Regions from separate parts of the Lactuca sativa genome. Here region 2 is linked to region 1. Evidence: chromatin contacts called from public Hi-C data. All regions are on one chromosome and are shown on one strand. The core of a region is the stretch at or near the end of the contact, and the rest is flanking DNA. Distances in the headings are between cores, read along the strand shown. Region 1 holds the start of LOC111876176 (probable serine/threonine-protein kinase At1g01540). Region 2 holds the start of LOC111876175 (probable E3 ubiquitin-protein ligase RHG1A).

Region 1 (6,010 bases), core at 907-3,406:
TATTTTTTTCTTGCCCGAATAGCAATATTAAAAAAAATGCACCACTCCTTGGATGTGGCAAGAAACCACACTTGTATGGTAAAAAATGATGTGTTGTATATATGGCAATGAAGGGAATACGGTTTCGGTAGCACCACTCCCTCTCCCTTCAACCTTATGTCTTCCATTTTCTTTTTAAATATATAATATTCCAATCTTGCGTCATTTATTTCATTTATTACTTTTATTTCGGTAGGATTATTGAACTTCAAAAGTCCACATTCATAAAACATATATCATTTCGTAGTAACTTACAACAATATTGAGCTTGTACCTCACCCTTTTAAACATAGAGCAAATTACTAAGCTAGCCCAATTATGTAATTAGTTAATCATTTTTAGCCAAAAATTAGCAATTATCCAAAAATAGCCCACAAAACCGTAGGTAATTAGAGTGGACTACTGTATCGCCAAATGGTCTACTGTTTCGGATTAAGTATTAAAAAAAATAAAAAAAATCATTTTGAACATCTAAAACCATAGATTATTTTAAAACCTACGATTTTCTCTCGACAAACTTTAGTTTTCCAAACCGTAGCCTACGGTTCTGGGTTAAAGTCTGGGGTTTTATTTTTAATTTATTTTTAAAAAATAAATGGATAATAGTTTTTCTGAGAATTGTTTTGATAAAAAAAATATTGTTTGTAAAATGTAGAGTAGTTTTTTATTGGTTATAACCTTTCTTTGAAAAAAAAAATACGTAGGTTTAAGAGGACCTACGGTGTACAACCTTTTAATGCACAAACTGTGCATTAACTGATTATTCAACATAAGTTTCCAAAAAAACCTACGGTTTCGTTAATTTTTTTTAAAAGTTTTTTGAAAAAAAATCATGGAATCATAACGTAGATATAATTGGTTGCAGGTTACAACATTTAAAAAAAAAAACGAAAAAAAAAATCCGTATGGTCCTACGGTGTACAAGTCCACACTGCACAACCTGTGCATTGTGGACTTGTACACCGTAGGTTTCGTATGAAGCCTACGGTTTTAATATTTTTTTTCTCGGGTTTTTTTTTTTTTAAATTTATCCTCATGTACAAAAACTACTCATAATCAAATATATGGTAAAAATTTGACAAAAAAATAGACGTATCTCGTTGTTTTTCGAGTGCTCTATTGAGAGAAAAAATTGTAGGCAAACCAAGAAAAAAAATACCAAAAAGTAACATAATCTTAAAAATTATATATTATATAGTATAGGCCAATGAGTCACGAAAGAATAGACAGATCGGAAAATAGTAATTCATTGCCCTAAAACAGTAGATTACCCCCTTTGACCGTAGTCAACTCTAGCCATTTACTATTTTGAGGACTATTTTTGGCTAAAGTTTTTTTTTTGGTTATTTTTGGGTAGATAATTAAGGAAAATAGCTAGATTAGTAATTCCCTCTTAAAAATACGTGCTTTAACTATATTGTAACGATAGTTAAAAATATGTATTTTAATATTATTAAATCTAAATTTATTTATTACTGATTATTATAGTACAATTATTTGATTAATTGTGTTTCCATAAGCTTTCTTATATTGTTTTCTTATAGAGTATTTATTATTATACTTTGATTAATTGACCTAATTTTTTATTGCATTTGGTTTCAAGACAATGATTAGTTTCTATTTAAGAATATGTGTACTCCACTCCTGAAAAAATTATATTCGCAAAACATCTACCCAAAGTAAAAGCAATATTATAAATAAAATAAAACCATCAATATTAACAAAACCCAATAGACCATCGATTAAAGTCGCATGTCACATCCACATTTTAACATCAACAGGTGACTAATTATTAAATTACTGTTAAATCAAATTATACTTAAAATTCATATATTTTTAGTCAGCTTTTATTTTGATAATATATTTTAGAAAACAATATTAAAAATATGTACTATATTTATAATTAAATCCACAAAACATAGTAGAACATTATTTTAGATAATTAATTCTACTATTCAATTATTAACTTTACATCATAAATCTTTACAGACTTTAAATTAGGAAACTATCTAAATTTAATTTTGTATAGAGTGGGGTCGCTATATTTCTAGAAGTCCCATCAGTCCAGCTTTAGACCTCCCCACCCTCCAACTCCCAAAATCCCCACTCAATTTTCTATCCATTAATACTACCACTACCATTAGCCTCCTTTTTTGTCTTTCTTCTTCGTTATCTTTTCCAATTGTCTCTTTGTAATGTAGCATCATCGTACTAAGGTCATCACCGCAAACCAAAGAAGAAGAAAGAAGAAGAACAACAATAATGTCTGGTTTTCTAAACGATGAGCTCTCGAAGAAAACCTCGATTTTCGGTTTAAGATTATGGGTTGTTGTTGGAATTTGCGTTGGAGCCGCTATTGTGATCTTGATGTTCTTAATTTCACTCTATTTCACCTCAAAACACAACAATTCCTGCAAAAAAACCAAAACTTTACCTCAAAAACCAACAATTCCAAACATCTCTAAAGAAATTCGTGAAATCCGCATCGACCCGACCCGAACACATAATCAAGAAACCCCAAACACCATCCATAAACATCAAAATACCGGTCAAAACCCGTATCCCGAATCTGATTCTTTAGCTGTAGTTGATAGGCATGCAGATGATGAGAGTAAATTAAATGGGTACCAGAAAATTCAGATAGATATTGGAAAGAAGCACCGGATTTCTTACCCGGAAAAGGGCGGTGGCGGTGGCGGTGTGTCGTCTCATGAAAGCGGGTCCGGCGATCAACTGGCACCCACATCGGTCCAACCCGAGGTTTCCCATTTGGGTTGGGGCCATTGGTATACTCTTAGAGAGCTTGAAATTGCAACAAATGGTTTTGCAGATGAGAATGTGATCGGTGAAGGTGGATATGGGATTGTTTATTGTGGAGTTTTAGTGGATAGAACCACCGTTGCTGTCAAGAATTTGCTCAACAACAGGTTCAATTCTGATATTCCATAACATGCATATAACAATTTGATCATATTCCATTAATAAATTTGTAGTCTTGATTGTGGTTTTTGTAGCATATATCGCCCCACAATTTTGTTAATCTTTCCAATTTATGAATAAGCTCACAACATACATGTTCTCGTGCTTTTGTTTTGAACAGAGGACAAGCAGAGAGGGAGTTTAAAGTTGAAGTAGAAGCAATTGGACGCGTACGCCATAAGAATTTAGTCAGATTGCTTGGCTATTGTGTTGAAGGAGCTCACAGGTACCCCACAAATAATCCCCTTCGTTTCAAAGTTCAACTGTTCTTTTTTTAATTTTTAATTCAAACTGCGTAATTTATGGTGTCTTTCCCATTTAGGATCCTTGTTTATGAGTATGTAGACAACGGAAACTTAGAACAATGGCTTCATGGAGATGTGGGTCCAACTAGTCCGCTTACATGGGAGATACGAATGAACATTATACTCGGAACAGCCAAAGGGTACATTCTTAATTCTAACTTTTCAATCTTTTTTCCATGTGATTTGAAACCCTTTATGGATTATGACAATTCATAGGTTGACCTATTTGCACGAAGGACTTGAGCCCAAAGTTGTTCATCGTGATATCAAATCAAGCAACATTTTGATCGATAGGCAATGGAACCCTAAAGTTTCGGATTTCGGCTTGGCCAAGCTTTTGGGCTCGGAAAGCAGTTATGTCACCACCCGAGTCATGGGAACATTTGGGTATGTCATTACTTTTTTCACATTTATGGCCCCGAGTTTCAGGGTTTGAGTCTCAGCAGCTGCAGTGTAAATTTTAGTTCCACATTGGATTAGGCTTTTGTTGGCATTAGGCTATTATGTTAGACGCCTAGCAGGCCACTGTTACCTGATTCACATCTCACATGATGCTTCTGTCTGGGAGATGTGGGCCAGCTCAGGGTGGTTTGAATAATAACCCCCTTTTGCAGAAATTCTTGACATTTATAGTCTTTAATGTTAAATGATGAAAACAAATACGATTTTGGTTAATAGGTATGTTGCTCCGGAGTATGCAAGTACTGGCATGTTGAATGAAAGAAGCGATGTTTATAGTTTTGGGATTCTTATTATGGAGATAATTAGCGGTAGAAACCCTGTAGATTATAGCCGGCCTCAAGGAGAGGTTTGTTAGTGTCAACTTATTTTATTTTGTTTATGTTGTTTTCATTATATTGGATTCTAATTAAAGTTGACACAGGTAAACCTTGTTGATTGGCTTAAAGCGATGGTAACAAATAGAACCGCTGAGGCAGTTTTGGATCCTAAAATCCCCGAGAAACCGTCTTCAAGAGCATTGAAGCGTGTTCTTCTAGTAGCATTACGTTGTGTGGATCCAAGTGCTCAAAAAAGGCCGAAGATGGGTCACGTTATTCACATGCTTGAGGCCGATGATTTTCCTTTTAGAGATGTAAGTTTGTATATCAAATACATAATTTTTTGTCAAAACTAAAAATGCATTCCAATTCCAATGTGGATTGGGCTACTTTACGTCAGCTAGCTAGGGAGTTGTTGTGTACCTGTACCTACCTGTACCTGACTTACATCTCACATTATGGTCTTGGGGCAGGCGATGTGGGTCAGCTCAGGGGTTGTTGGAAGAATGACTGTTTATTAATTTGTTTATTTTTATAAAATCATAATCCTGGTGTCTATGTTGTAGGAACGGAGAGGGTCTCGAGAAACCGCAAGGGAGAGACCGTTTGAGAAACGACATGTTGAGTCGGGTGATAGTAGTGGATATGAAAGTAGCATTCAAACAAGCAAATCAATATGGAAAAGGGAAGAACAACTCTAGAAACTACTCCCTTAAGTTAAGAGTTGACATTTGTGTATAATGTTGTCGATTCGTGCCATTCATGTAAGTTCACACGTTCACGATTACTCATTGTAGAGATTTCATAGCATTAGCATTGGTTTTGAGTTTTCTGAGTTGTTTATGCTCATAATGCGTGTTTGTTTGATTGATTGATTGTGTTCTTGGTTTAATTTGATCGGTGTTGCGTGCAAAAACAAGATAATAGAAAACGAAAATTGGACTTTATTGTGATTGAATTGATACTTGGTACTCTTCTTTACCATTCGCAACTTGTTTCTTTCATTTTGGTTAATTGCAAAATTGACTTCCAAACCATATTATATATCCGTAGGTAGTGGTGGATCCTATATTTTGGAGGTGAAGTTGTGGAGTGAGACATATAAATGGGGTATATTAAGGACGTGGATGGATGTTTTAAAATATTTGCTTTTAAGAAAACATTTATAATTAAAATATTTTATAAGCTTTTAGCCTTTAAGAAAACACTTATTAAAAAAAAAAAAAAGAGAGAGAGAGAAGTTTGTTCGATAGTAAGAGCTTTTAAATTTTATTTTAAACAAAAAACTTTTAATCCAAAAAATATTTCAAATAATTTTTTAGAACTTTTAGTTTTTGGGCGTGTTTGGCAAAAGTAGCTGTTAGCTGAAAGCGGGTAGTGGTTAGCTGGTAGCTGGTAGCGGGAAGTTGTAGCTTTTATTTGTTATATGAATGTTTGGCAAAAGGAGCTGAAAGCTTTTGAAATATATAAAATTACATAAAAGGACAATTGATTAAAAATAAAAAAGTATATAAATATATTTTTAAGGGTAATTATGGAAATTGATTTCAAAAGCTCCGGAGCGTTTTGTTAAAAGCTACATGAAGTAGCTTTTAGAATCGGAGCGTTTTTGATAAAACTAAAAGCTAAACGCGCGTACCGCCAAACGAAGCTTTTTGTTTAAACTAGAGCGTTTTGTCAAAAGCTAAAAGATAGAAGCTCCCAAACGCTTCCAAAAGCTCCGTGCCAAACACGCCCTTTCTTTTCGTTTTACATACTTCTACATTTTAAAAAACTAGCAATTATTTTTTCCAAATATTTTGATACAAATAAAAACTAAAATTTTTAGCTTGCCAATTTTATTTTATGAACACTGTCGGAAGATACTCCATGAGCTAAATTTAACTGCGACATGTACACAAGGATTTT
Region 2 (6,010 bases), core at 2,376-4,875, 140 kb after region 1:
GATCGGTCGAGAATTAGCCGACGGAGTCTAAATGAAAGTTGTAGATATTGATTTTACCTACGCGTTGAAAAAAAGAACGTCGAAAACGGAGCTCGTATGCGAGAGTTATGATTTTTCTAAGTTTGAAGACTGATACGCGATAGGGGTGACGTGGCACCACCACAATTGGACACGTGGCACCACTAGAAGGCTGCCACATGCCCTAACTCGGCAAGTAGGTCGTCCTACTCGGTAAGCCCATCAGGAATTCACCTTATAAATAGAGGTGTCGAGTTCCCTTCATTCTCCACACCATCCAACTTCACTTTCTCTCTCTAGCCTCCCTTAAGCCCCCTAAAGCCTAGGTAAACCCCCTAGCACCCGAAGGAAGCCCCGAGGCTCCCGAAGCCTCGAGAAAAGAGCCTTTTGGCTCAGGAACGCTGCTCCAGCGAAGCCCGGTTTTCGAGAAAACCCGCTGTAAGTGAGCTATGCCTACCCTATCTTTTGTATAACTTATGTTTCAATATAGTAATGTTATTAGGACCTTATAAGGAGTATTTGGGCTATTATTATGGGTTATATAAGTATTGTTTAACGCTTATATAATAGTAATAATATTCAGACTATTAATTAGTCGCGGTTATCGTTAGACTAAACCCTAGTGGTATTGATACTAAGTTTTATCGAAGGAGAATTGTTTTGAGAATATCGAAGCGTTGTCCGAGTGCTGAGTCACCACCTTTCAAGTGAGTGCATAGTCCCTTTCATGAACATGATTTTAATACAAGTATTGATTGAAGTATTAATTATATGTTTATTTGCGAGTTAATTGATGTTGCCTGAAATACGTGTTAAAGAAAATACCTGATTATATATGATGATTTAGGATAAAGAGTAGACCTAAATTAATTATGAGGAATATTGGGTAGTATTTCTTACGATTACAAGTGAGTTATACTCAGATAATAAAACTTTAGTATATGTCATTTATTCGGGAGCATGGATTAGACACAGTCATTGTCCCTAGTCCGAGAGTATGGATTGGACATAGTCAACTGTCACTAATTCGGGGGTATGGATTAAGACATAGCCAGTTGTCCTTAGTCCGAGAGTATGGATTAAGACATAGTCATTCTTCCCTAGTCCGAGAGTATGGATTAGTCATTCGTCCCTAGTCCGAGAGTATGGATTAGGCATAACTATTCGTCATTAATCTGAGAGTATGGATTAGGTAAAGCCGTTCATTTCTGATCCGGGAGTATGGATTAGGTAAAACGGTTAATCTTAGGTTTGAGAGTATGGATAGTCTCGCTGTGAGGATCGACGGGGTGGGATAAGAGTTGCTTATACATATAAAGTGAAATTGTATATTTTGTAGGCTCTAAATTATATATATGATATAACATTGTGGGATTGAAATCCCTATGTATTCACCAGATTTCCCAACCTGACCCACTCAGTTTATTTATATCACAGGTGTTGATATGAAGTCACATTACACTGAGAGATTAAGGAGATATAAATCACTAGTGTAAATAAATGTAAGTTCCGTTTATGCTTATGTTTCTGTATTGACAATGACATCCCAAACGTTTTTGAATAAAATACGTTTCTTCGAAAATGTTTTGATAATGTATTTATCGTGTTTTCTGGGAACAAATTCCGCAACATTTTTATGGAAAGAAGTACTCTGATTTTTAACAAAGCATAAACAAAATCGGTATTTTCTGGCCGTGGAAAATGGGGATGTCAATATATATATATATATATATATATATATATATATATATATATATATATATATATATATATATATATATATATGATCCCAAAAGAAACGACTTAGGCCCTGATACTTGTTTGACCAAGTTGGGTAAGACCTTTTTGGCTGACTCACCCAACTAAATTTGTTTGATAAACATTTTTTGTGCGTCTGAATCAGAAAGAAAAAGTTGATTGGGAAAGACGTTTAAAATCAGCTGACTGAGAAAAAAGGGAGGTTTCCACCGGTACCTTTGCCTAACATATCTTCCAGCGACTCCCTTTTTTCTCCTATTTCAGGGACTCCTTTCTTCTCCAGCAACCACCAAGCAAAGTCGACCCCATTCTTCCTCTTCCACCCATCGATCGAAGCTCCTTCCCCATCTCATCAGGTACGTTTCTGTTTTCATGTTCCGATTTTATCTATGAAAGTTCCGATTTTTGCCATCTTGGACCCACTCTTTCTCTACAAGTTTTAATTTTTGCTGTTGAGAGGGATACAAATTTCGATTTTTGTTGTTGTTATGTTCCTTTGTTGATTTTGTTGTTGAAAGTTCCGATTTTTCAAGTGATTTGTTGTTTTGCTATTTAATGTTCCTTTCTTGAATTTGTTGTTGAATTTATTCATACATGAACATATAGATACATATCTGATCACACATACCTGAACACATGATTTTATTCATGCTTGATTTTGCTGATTTTTGTTGATAAGTTCATATTTTTGCTGATTTTTGCTGATAAAAGGTGGGAGTAGTATTGTTGAGGTGACTATTTAGGAGAGTTTGAGGTTGAAAGTGGAGAAGAATTGAGATGAAACTGGGATTCCAATGACATCAAATAAGGACTGAAGGCGGAAATGGATTGTGTGTTGGAGGGAAATGAAATCAGGTGAAAAATATGATAAGAGGAGGATTGATAGCGAGAAAGGAAGAGTTAAAAAAGGATGTAATTTTGAAGTGATTATAGCTCTGGAGGAATGTGTGGATTGATTTTCTGATGATCTTGATCGAGGTTTTCTCCCCATTGAATTTGAAGACTTCTTCGGAATTGGTGATTCCATAGTATATTGAGGTGGAAGTTTGTATTTGAAGTGTGAATTAATGGTATAAAATGTCGCTGAAAAGTATTCTAGCTACGATTACTTGTTTTTGCATTCATTATATTCAAGAAGTTGTTTTTTGTATAGGTTTGCTAGTGTTTGGTGTAATTGAGGATTTAGATTTTTAAAGGATTTGTGTGTAATTTACATTTTGTATGAAAATTTGTATGTTTTTATAATTCTTGAGCAACTTCATCAAACACTGGACAAATAAATAGGATAAAATGGTTATTTTTCATCAGTCAACATATTTAATAAGATATACAATCAAACAATATGGTTTCTTACTCAGTCCAAATTTATTAACAAGACAAACATTTTCCAATCGATACTTTATCAGTCAACAACCATCACACGAAACCTTAAATATGAATACCTACCTATATTTATCTAGATTGTAATATATACTCACTTTTTGTTATACACAAATTAGATAACAAACAAAATAAAATAATATCGCGTGGGATTTGAAATTTAAAAATGGGTTGCAGAGTTGCAGAGATCTTTTTACCCGAAAAAGCATACATGGAAAAGACGTTAAATAGTAAGATGAGTGAGTAGTGAGTCGTAGGGGCTTAACGTGAAAGCGAATGCAAAGGCTTTTGAGTCTGACTGAAGAGTAAAGAGTGAAGAGGAGGTGCTTGGCGTGAAGAAGAAAACAAGAAACACAGCTTCACAGTTGATCGGCTCGGCGTGCATTGGGACAGGAGGAGAGACAAACACCATTTGGTAACCACACCCACACACATTACCTTACCCCTCTTTTTCTTTTCTTTTTTCTTTGGGAAACTAGCGACTTTTCACTCTTTCTCTCTCTGGGTCAGATTGTAATTTAAAGATTACCCTCTCCTCTTTAATCCAACCATCTCTCCATCTCTCTCTCTCTCTCTCTCTCTCTCTCATGTCATTTTACACCCACAAAACACAATTTCATCTTTGATTCTCTCCCCATGTCTCTCTAAACCCCCTCTTCCTCTTTGAAAAGGGGTATCTGCTTCAAGAATCAGAAGCCTGATTGATTGATTGATTGTTTGGAGAGAGGGGGTGCGGTAAAGACGAAGTCGTTTCGATCACCATCTTCGCCTTCTTGGACAACCGTTTCGAACTCTTCTTATACCCGTTCATCTTAGATCCATCGCCTACAATCTCTTCGCTTTTTCGTTTGGTATGTTCTTCGACACACCTTTCATCCATCATTCTCGATGATGCCCGCTTTCTGCTTTCTGTATTTTGTAATTTCTCATCTGGGGTTTACTTATCTTCAAGAAAATTTTCTTCATTTCTGTTGTATTTTAATCGAGACGCTACGTTTCCCCCAAAACTTTTTTTGTTTTTTGTGCATTTTTTCGTGTGTTGGTAGATTCACACCCTTTTTGTCTATATACCATTTGATACTTCTTTTGACTGTTTCAATAGTTTGCTATTTATCTTATTCATGAACGAATTCCTCCAATTTCATCGAGTTTATGATTATGTTCTTGAAATAATGCTTTATGTTTCTATGTGTTGGGTGTATGCATATATTTATCTATATGCATTGATTGTAGATTTGGGTAAATCCATTGCTTGTAAATGGCTTGCTCGATTTCTGCAAATTAAGTGAATTTGACTCCAGGTTTAGTGGGTGGGTGGTGTTTGGTTGCAAAAGTTTTCTTCTTGTTCACTTTGTTCTTGTTTTCATTTTTCCGATTCAATTTTAATACTTGTTGGGTTCAAAATTGGGGAAACTTCTTTTTTATGCATAACAATAACATTAATATCTCTGAAAAGTTTCAGGCTTTCAACGAAGTTGCGATCATCTTGGTAGATTGTTGGTTGGTCTAATGCAAGGACAGAGTGGTGCTATCGGTTCTTTTCCTGCAACATTAGGGTTCGAACATGGTTCGTCATCAAGTGATGCAAACGTAATCGATCAGCAAATCTGCTTTGAAAACAATATGCAAAACTCTCCATCAAATGATCTGTTTCTGAACTCAACAAATCAAGAAGGACAGAATTTAAGTATGTGGAATGTTGGTGAACCCAGTTCAAGTTCTTCTTTAATGAAATCTTGCCCTGAATCACCATCAAGTTTGCTTTCATTATGTGATCATAACAATGTCACCATGAATCTATCAAATTCTTTATCAATGGCTACTAGTAGTAGTAGTAGTAGTTCCCCTCTTTCTGACCCTTTTGGATCATCTTCTGATCATATTGAATTGGATGAACGGAGATTGTCTCGGAAAAGAAAAGCAGTGGAATTAGGACAGTCTTCTTCCGGAAATGGAATTGGAAGCTCGGACATGTTTCAAAGGGCGGAAAGTGGTTCGATCACATGGCATGGAAGCGAAGCTACTCCAACTTCGGAATCAATTATTCCGAGACTTGGATTGAGTGTTGGTGGAGGAAACGAGAATTCCCGTGTTGAAAACACTCGTAGAAATGTTTTGAGGATTACATCTTCTCATCAACAAGATTTATTACCGAGTAATAGTGATAATCGGGAACCCGATGTTTCGGGTTTATATCCTTCTCTGAGACTTAACCCTGTAGATTTTTTAACACCACCTGTAGCAGTGACATCAGATGATTTATCGAGTCAGAGTGGTCAACCGGCTTTGAGGATTCCGGCGTTGAGAAGGAACATTCAATCGACATCGAGGTGGAGTAGGAATCCAAGCTCGAGATCCAACCGATCATCATCGAATCTTGTCATTTCCGATCGGAATGAACCTGATTCCATTTCCGACCATCCTCTGTTTGCCCAGCCGAGTGATGCGAGAACCGCTGTCCAAACCGAACTCAACTGGAGTGCAAACGGTGGTGGTGGGGCCGTAAACAACGTCGGAATTGGTGTTTCTGATTCTTCTCGAGCCTCACCGAATTCAGGGCCGATTCCGACATCTGCAGCACCTAATTCCGTTCCACCTCGTGGCTCCCCGCATTATCATCCCCGAAGGCTATCGGCATTTCTTCGTAGATCTTTATTGTCGGCTTCTGATTCCGAGGCTGGTGGTGGACCGAACAGTAATCTTTTCCCTCGACTGCCACCAGCGATTACTACTTCGGAATTAGGGATTCCAATTCCGCCTGTAGTTAGCGGCCCAGGACAACATCATCAACCTCACTCGAGATCCTCGGTATTGCTCGGTAGGCAGCTCGATGGTGCTTTTGGGATTCCGTATC

What was found. Hi-C and Micro-C count contacts between places; a contact is called where the count stands out from the background.
Region 2: a contact with region 1 is called in a Hi-C map of leaf, with 4 times the contacts expected there. The contact joins the promoter of LOC111876175 here to the promoter of LOC111876176 in region 1. A contact is called at or near these places in 2 of 4 Hi-C or Micro-C datasets (both in leaf).

Annotation. Positions count from the first base shown.
Region 1 is chr1:27,081,389-27,087,398 of Lsat_Salinas_v11, forward strand. It overlaps LOC111876176 (probable serine/threonine-protein kinase At1g01540), which reads left to right and starts at 2,157. Exons shown (of 7, transcript XM_023872702.3): 1 at 2,157-2,966; 2 at 3,140-3,244; 3 at 3,341-3,463; 4 at 3,540-3,710; 5 at 4,002-4,131; 6 at 4,207-4,416; 7 at 4,669-5,060. The coding sequence starts at 2,302. The coding sequence ends at 4,803.
Region 2 is chr1:27,216,986-27,222,995 of Lsat_Salinas_v11, forward strand. LOC111876175 (probable E3 ubiquitin-protein ligase RHG1A) reads left to right here and starts at 3,626. Exons shown (of 6, transcript XM_023872701.3): 1 at 3,626-4,007; 2 at 4,619-6,010. The coding sequence starts at 4,666.